2 separate regions of the Mus musculus genome follow, and region 1 is linked to region 2. Evidence: chromatin contacts called from public HiChIP or PLAC-seq data. All regions are on one chromosome and are shown on one strand. The core of a region is the stretch at or near the end of the contact, and the rest is flanking DNA. Distances in the headings are between cores, read along the strand shown.

What was found. HiChIP or PLAC-seq counts read pairs in DNA pulled down with a chosen protein or histone mark.
Region 1: an H3K27ac HiChIP or PLAC-seq map of microglia shows a contact between it and region 2, with 5 times the contacts expected there. The contact joins the enhancer-like site here to the promoter of Tnfsf9 in region 2. A contact is called at or near these places in 7 of 39 promoter capture datasets (3T3-L1-derived adipocytes, the C10 cell line, the HPC-7 cell line and 3 more), 7 of 484 Hi-C or Micro-C datasets (CD8 T cells, embryonic fibroblasts, embryonic stem cells and 4 more), 7 of 115 datasets of contacts at active chromatin or transcription factors (the HPC-7 cell line, bone marrow-derived macrophages, effector CD8 T cells and 4 more) and 3 of 9 other capture datasets (adipose tissue, liver and pancreatic islet).

Annotation. Positions count from the first base shown.
Region 1 is chr17:57,289,056-57,291,914 of GRCm38.p6, forward strand. All of the region lies in intron 1 of Vav1 (vav 1 oncogene), which reads left to right. Among named protein-coding and RNA genes, the nearest start is that of Vav1, 11 kb to the left of the region's middle. Within about 2 kb of position 1,431, at least 133 of the 459 cell types and tissues checked have an H3K27ac peak or open chromatin away from gene starts, as enhancers often do. A contact at or near this core is called in CD8 T cells, the HPC-7 cell line, adipose tissue and 5 more, where this site is marked.
Region 2 is chr17:57,103,915-57,106,785 of GRCm38.p6, forward strand. It overlaps Tnfsf9 (tumor necrosis factor (ligand) superfamily, member 9), which reads left to right and starts at 1,471. Exons shown (of 3, transcript NM_009404.3): 1 at 1,471-1,946; 2 at 2,336-2,372. The coding sequence starts at 1,518. It overlaps Gm11110 (predicted gene 11110), which reads right to left and starts at 2,028. Exons shown (of 4, transcript NR_033508.1): 1 at 1,984-2,028.

The DNA of each region.
Region 1 (2,859 bases), core at 181-2,680, 190 kb after region 2:
TGGGGCATCAGGGTCATGTTTTCCTCACCCACTACTGGGTCTCAGGGCTGGGTAAACAGTAAATGCTTAATATATGCTTTTGGAGTCAACTAATGTCTGGGTTTTTGGTCAGGCTTTGTGTTAGTGCTCAGTTCTAAAGTGGAGAGGTTGATTCTCCTTCTCTCTGTTCTTCTGGCTTTCGCCTTCTCTCCCTCTCTCCTTCTTTCCTTTTCTCCTCTTTCTCTGTTCTTCTTCCAACCCCTCCACATTTGTCCCTCTCCTTCCCTTCCTATTCCCTCATCTTTTATCGTATGAATAACATTTTGTCTCCTGGGGGAGATGTGAACACGTGTCTACTCGTCTCAGACAGGGCCAACAGCCAGGAAAAGCAAGGATCCCGCCAAAGTCCAACTTGATGAAGCACTGAGTGTCACTGTGTTACAGATAGGAATGTGGGTCAGGGCTCACTTAACAGGAACAGAAATGGCTCAAATACAGCTGTATCACCAAAGCCTGGCATGGATGGTGGGCGACTCAGGAAAGCTGCCTTCAGGCAGCTCTGAAAGGTGGACAGTTGTCTCTTCTAGGTGCCTTGTCCTGTCTGAACCTCTTCTGGGCAGTTCAGCTTGTCTTGAGAGCGGTCACCAGTAGTCCTTACAGCTTGTGCTTGGGGAGGGCAGTGCCTAGAGAATCTGGTCTGTTTCAGGAACTTCCTGCATATCTCCTGTTGTTTCCTGAGCTTCACGGGCTTTTCTGTAGGCTAGAATGCTTCACCTCCACTTAGCACATCCTATGTCTTAATGAGCTTCCTTCCAAGGTGGAAGGTTTCGTCTTAAGGGAAATTGCTACACAGCACCCTCTTTCCCCCTCCCTCTGCCTTCTCTCCCTTCCACTATCTTCTCCCCTCACCCCTGTTTCCCACCCCTGTTTTTGACACAGGGTCTCACTGTGGTTCCCTGGACAACCTGGAACTCACTCTGTAGTCCATGCTTACCTCAGAGTTTAGCCATCCTTTGCTCTGCCTCCTCTTCCTGAGCGCGGAGATTACAGGTATATTCCACCACACTGGGATTTCATTTCTGATTTTTGGTTGGAGAACCCAAGGCAGGATGACCTGTCCAAGGTCCCCCTGCTTACCAGTTTCAGCTGGGAGTCACCAGACACCTAGTTGTGGAAGGCGTACTGGGGTGTGAGGTGACAGGGAAAGAAGAGGAAGTCTGATTCCCAGAATGCTTTAGACTCATGCTGAAGAGTTGGGTCATCAGCTCCTCAATTCAAAGCTCTGGACAGGATGAGCAGCGTGACCACCCGCTCTGGGAAGCCTCAGGGAGCTAGCTGGAGTCTGAAAGATTACAGGGCTGAAGGAAGGCAGAGAGCCATGCCTCTACCCCTTGTCTATCTTCCCCAGCCAGGCCTGGTAACAGGCATTTCCTGTTTCCGGCCATCTCCTGGGTTTGGGTTGTGGGTGTGGAAAGCGCAGAAGGCAGAATTTGTGTTGAGTCTGGGCCGCTTTCTCCCAGCCCCCAAGAGAGGCCACTGTCCTTACTGCTACTTCCTTGAACAGAATTCTCTCTATTTTGGGCAGAGGCACCAAAAGCCAACTTCCGGCTTGATCACAGTGCCTGGCTCCTGATTTGCCTAAAGCCTTCTTGCTTGTCTAGCGCCATGGTCTTCTTTCGTCCCGGAGGATAAGGGAAGCAGAGGGGTTGTCCCTATAAAACAAGGAAGAATTCTCCTTCCACGTGCCTCCTACAGTGAGTGGCTTCCTGTCCTTCATCATCTTTTCACATGCCTTACGGTGCCAGGAAGTTCTTCTGGTGGTCTAACCACAGTCACCGTGCTTTCTGAAGGAGCCCAGCTCTCTAACTAGCTACTCTGAAGCGGTGGAAGGGGTTATGAATCATACTCCTTTTGGAAGAGTCATGTGACTTGAGGGAAGGCAGTCTCAAAGCTCAGCTGATTCTCTGAGGTTAGGAGGGGGATTTCCTTCCTTAGGCCACACAGACCTAAGGCCAGACATCACCTCTGGTGTTGGTCTGCCAGCCCTGTCTGCCTGTCTATGGCCCACAGGACTTCTGAGTGCTGTATATAATGGTGTATATAATTTCTGTGATATGCTGGTCCCTGTTATGTCCCCGTGAGGCCTGGGCGAGGGGGCTGTGGTGGCTCAATGTGGTTCAGGAGCTAGGGTAGAGCAGGAGTGGGGCTGGGTTCTGTGTGTTTCTCCACACTCCTGCTTTTACATGTGTGACTCTGGCAGGTGACAGCCCTGTGACAAGCCTCAGTTTTCCCACCTGTCAGATAGAAGTCCTTTGTTTAGCCATTTCGTCTTTCACTTGTGCGTGTGTGTATTTGTATGCATTTGTGCATGTTTATTATTACTATTATATTGTGTGTGTGTGTGTGTGTGTGTGTATGGGTGCAGATGCCTGAGGAGGCCAGAAGAGGGCATTGGATCCTCCTGAGTTGGACTCACAAGTGTGTGTGATATGGGATGGAAACCAAACTTGACTCCTCTGTGAGATGGACAGTGCCAGCACCCCTGAACATTCTCGTGGGTTTAAGCATTGAACCCAGGGCCTTGCTTTAGCAATTGAGTTGCCTCTCAGACCTCCTTCAATAACTTAGAAATTAGAGCATATTTTTTTTTTGGCAGTTTGGTCTGTGTACATATGTATTTTGATCATGGCCGCTCTACTCCCTTGTCTTTTTTGTGTTGTTGTTGTTGTTGTTTTTTTTTTTTTGTGTGACCCAGTGAGTTGAATTAGAGTTTGTGACAGGAGTCAGGGTGAGGGGTCATGTACCAGTGGCTGCAACACTGAAGAAAATGCCTCTCCCTTCCCTGGAAGCTGTTAGCTGCCTACAAATCCCCAGGGAGGA
Region 2 (2,871 bases), core at 221-2,720:
GGTGTCTCCAGAGGGGGCTCCGTGCACGTCTCCCAGGCTGGGAGCTCAGTAGGTTCCATGCCCAGTATGGAAAAAAAGCAGGTGGGGCCTGGGCTGGGTCTCTGTTGTAAGAATCTTGGCCCAGTAAGCTCGAGGCTTTGCGCTCCTTCCCCAACACAGAAGAAGCTGGATTTGAGGGTGTATGCCTGTCTGTGTCTGTATCCCAATATACTGGGGAGGGTCAGAAGTTCAGAGTCATCCTAGGCTGTCTAGTGAGTTGGAGGGCTGCAAGGCGAAGACCAGACCCTATGTAGAAACAAACAACTCCCCATTTTATAGCTTGTTGTTTCCTGCTGAGATAAATGGTCTGGTTATATCAGTACTTTTTTTTTTTTTAATTATGTTTACTGATGGTATGCATGTCGTGGTCAAAGGGCACTTTCAGGACAAATTTCTGGGTGTCAGTTCTTTCTTCCCACCATGTAGGTCCTGAGGACTGAACTCAGGCCACCAGGCTTGTGATTATACTATTACTGGCTGAGCCATCTCAGCAGATCTAACCAGATCAGAACATTGAGGAGTCTGTCTCCAAGGTTTGCCCAGAGCCAGTCATCTCTCAGTTCCTCTTTTGGGGGGTCTTCTCTGCGCCCCCCCCTTTTGCCTCTACCTCAGGCAAGAACAGTGAAAGAATGGGAAATTGGAAATGTGTCCGCTGCCTGGGGGAATTTCTCTATCTGGACTCTCCAGCCTTCTGTTTCTGGAGTCCTAAGAGACTACTAACAGGAAGCCCCAAGAAAGTGGGTGGGGACACACCAGGAAAGGCCCAGGGTAGAGATGGGGTCCTGGGGAGGAAGAGGCTGAGTGAGTGGGTGCCTAGCAGGTCTCTTTGATTCCGCTGGGGATGGGTGGGCAGTTTTGGATGTCCCTAGAGTCCTCGACAAAACAACAACAACAAAAAACAAAACAAAACAAAACAAAACAACAACAAAACCCCCTGCATTTAGGGCGTCCCAGGGATGGGGAGCTAGGGGTTGGAAGAAAAAGGGAGCAGGAGAGATCAGGAGAGAGACAGAAGTTTGAGAGACAGAAAAACAGGAATGAAAATCAGCAGCGGAGAAATAACCTACCAGTGGGGAACACAGAAAAAGAAGGGAGACAGAGCTGTGGATTCAGGAGAGGCCAGGGAGGGAATGGATTCCGATATCACATGGTTCCCATCATATAAAAAGCTCTTTAATGTGTCAGTGTTAAACCAAATCAAACACACACACACACACACACACACACACACACACACACACACACACAAAAAGGGAAGAAGGACGGGCGGGCACAGGGCCTGGACAGGGAAGGGGAAAGGGGCGAGAAGGGGGAGGGGAAGGGGGGAGGAGGAGAGAAAGTTCCGGGAGTCGAGGGGCGGAGCGCGGAGCCCGGGAACCCCGCGGCTGCCCTCCCTCCCTTCCCTCCCCGGAAAAGGCGCCTCGGTAGCCTATAAAGCACGGGCACTGGCGGGAGACGTGCACTGACCGACCGTGGTAATGGACCAGCACACACTTGATGTGGAGGATACCGCGGATGCCAGACATCCAGCAGGTACTTCGTGCCCCTCGGATGCGGCGCTCCTCAGAGATACCGGGCTCCTCGCGGACGCTGCGCTCCTCTCAGATACTGTGCGCCCCACAAATGCCGCGCTCCCCACGGATGCTGCCTACCCTGCGGTTAATGTTCGGGATCGCGAGGCCGCGTGGCCGCCTGCACTGAACTTCTGTTCCCGCCACCCAAAGCTCTATGGCCTAGTCGCTTTGGTTTTGCTGCTTCTGATCGCCGCCTGTGTTCCTATCTTCACCCGCACCGAGCCTCGGCCAGCGCTCACAATCACCACCTCGCCCAACCTGGGTACCCGAGAGAATAATGCAGACCAGGTCACCCCTGTTTCCCACATTGGCTGCCCCAACACTACACAACAGGTGAGGCTCATCTCATCCCTAGGGGACTCTTTCTTACCTTCTGGAAGCATCGCTGCACCGACAGGGAGAGAACAGCACTTCCTCCCCACCCCCGCCCCGCCCCGCCCCGCCCCGCCTCGCTCTGCTCCTGCTACTCCGCTTGAAGCACCCCCTCTCCATCTCGCACTCAGAGGAAATCCCTTTGCGTCTTGACCCCTTGAATGAACCTATGAAACCTGGGGGAGAACTCCCGAGGGTGCACCGCAGTTCCCTTCAGTCCCACTTAGGCCTTCAGGGCTCTCCTTCTCCATCCAAAGTTGGACGCCCCAATGTGTGCTGGGCCGTATGAGTTCCTATCTGCTTCTTTAGGATGTAAGGTACCATCTACCTTTATTTTTCTTTCTTCCCAGGGCTCTCCTGTGTTCGCCAAGCTACTGGCTAAAAACCGTGAGTGCCCCCTGATTTATTTCCAGCGGGTCCCGCAGGGAGGTTGAACAAGGGGACCTGTTCAACCTTCTAGTCATGTCCCTCTCCCTCACTTACTCAGCCTTTCTCACTTGCTGTCACAGCTCCAACTGTCATCCTTGGGACCCCATCCAGGTTTTCAGAGAATTGAGAATTCTCACCCCCAGCTGACTCTGGGAGATCTCCTTTTCTCTTTTCCTTCCTCTATCCCTCCCATGTAGCCCAGGCTTCCTCCAAATTCATTATGTAGCTGAGGCTGGCCGCCCTGCTGCCAACACCTCCAATGGGCTGGGATAAATGAATGCCTTTGGGCTTCAGGCACCCTATTGAGCCCGAGCCCTAGTCTCTCCCTGTCAAGTCTTAGTTGTCAAATTATTTGCCCTCAGAGATGACTCTCTTCCTGCACTCTCCATATCCCACCTCTCTCCCAGTTTTGTTCATCCCTCTCTTACTCCTCTGATTTCTCTCTCTTCTTTTCTCC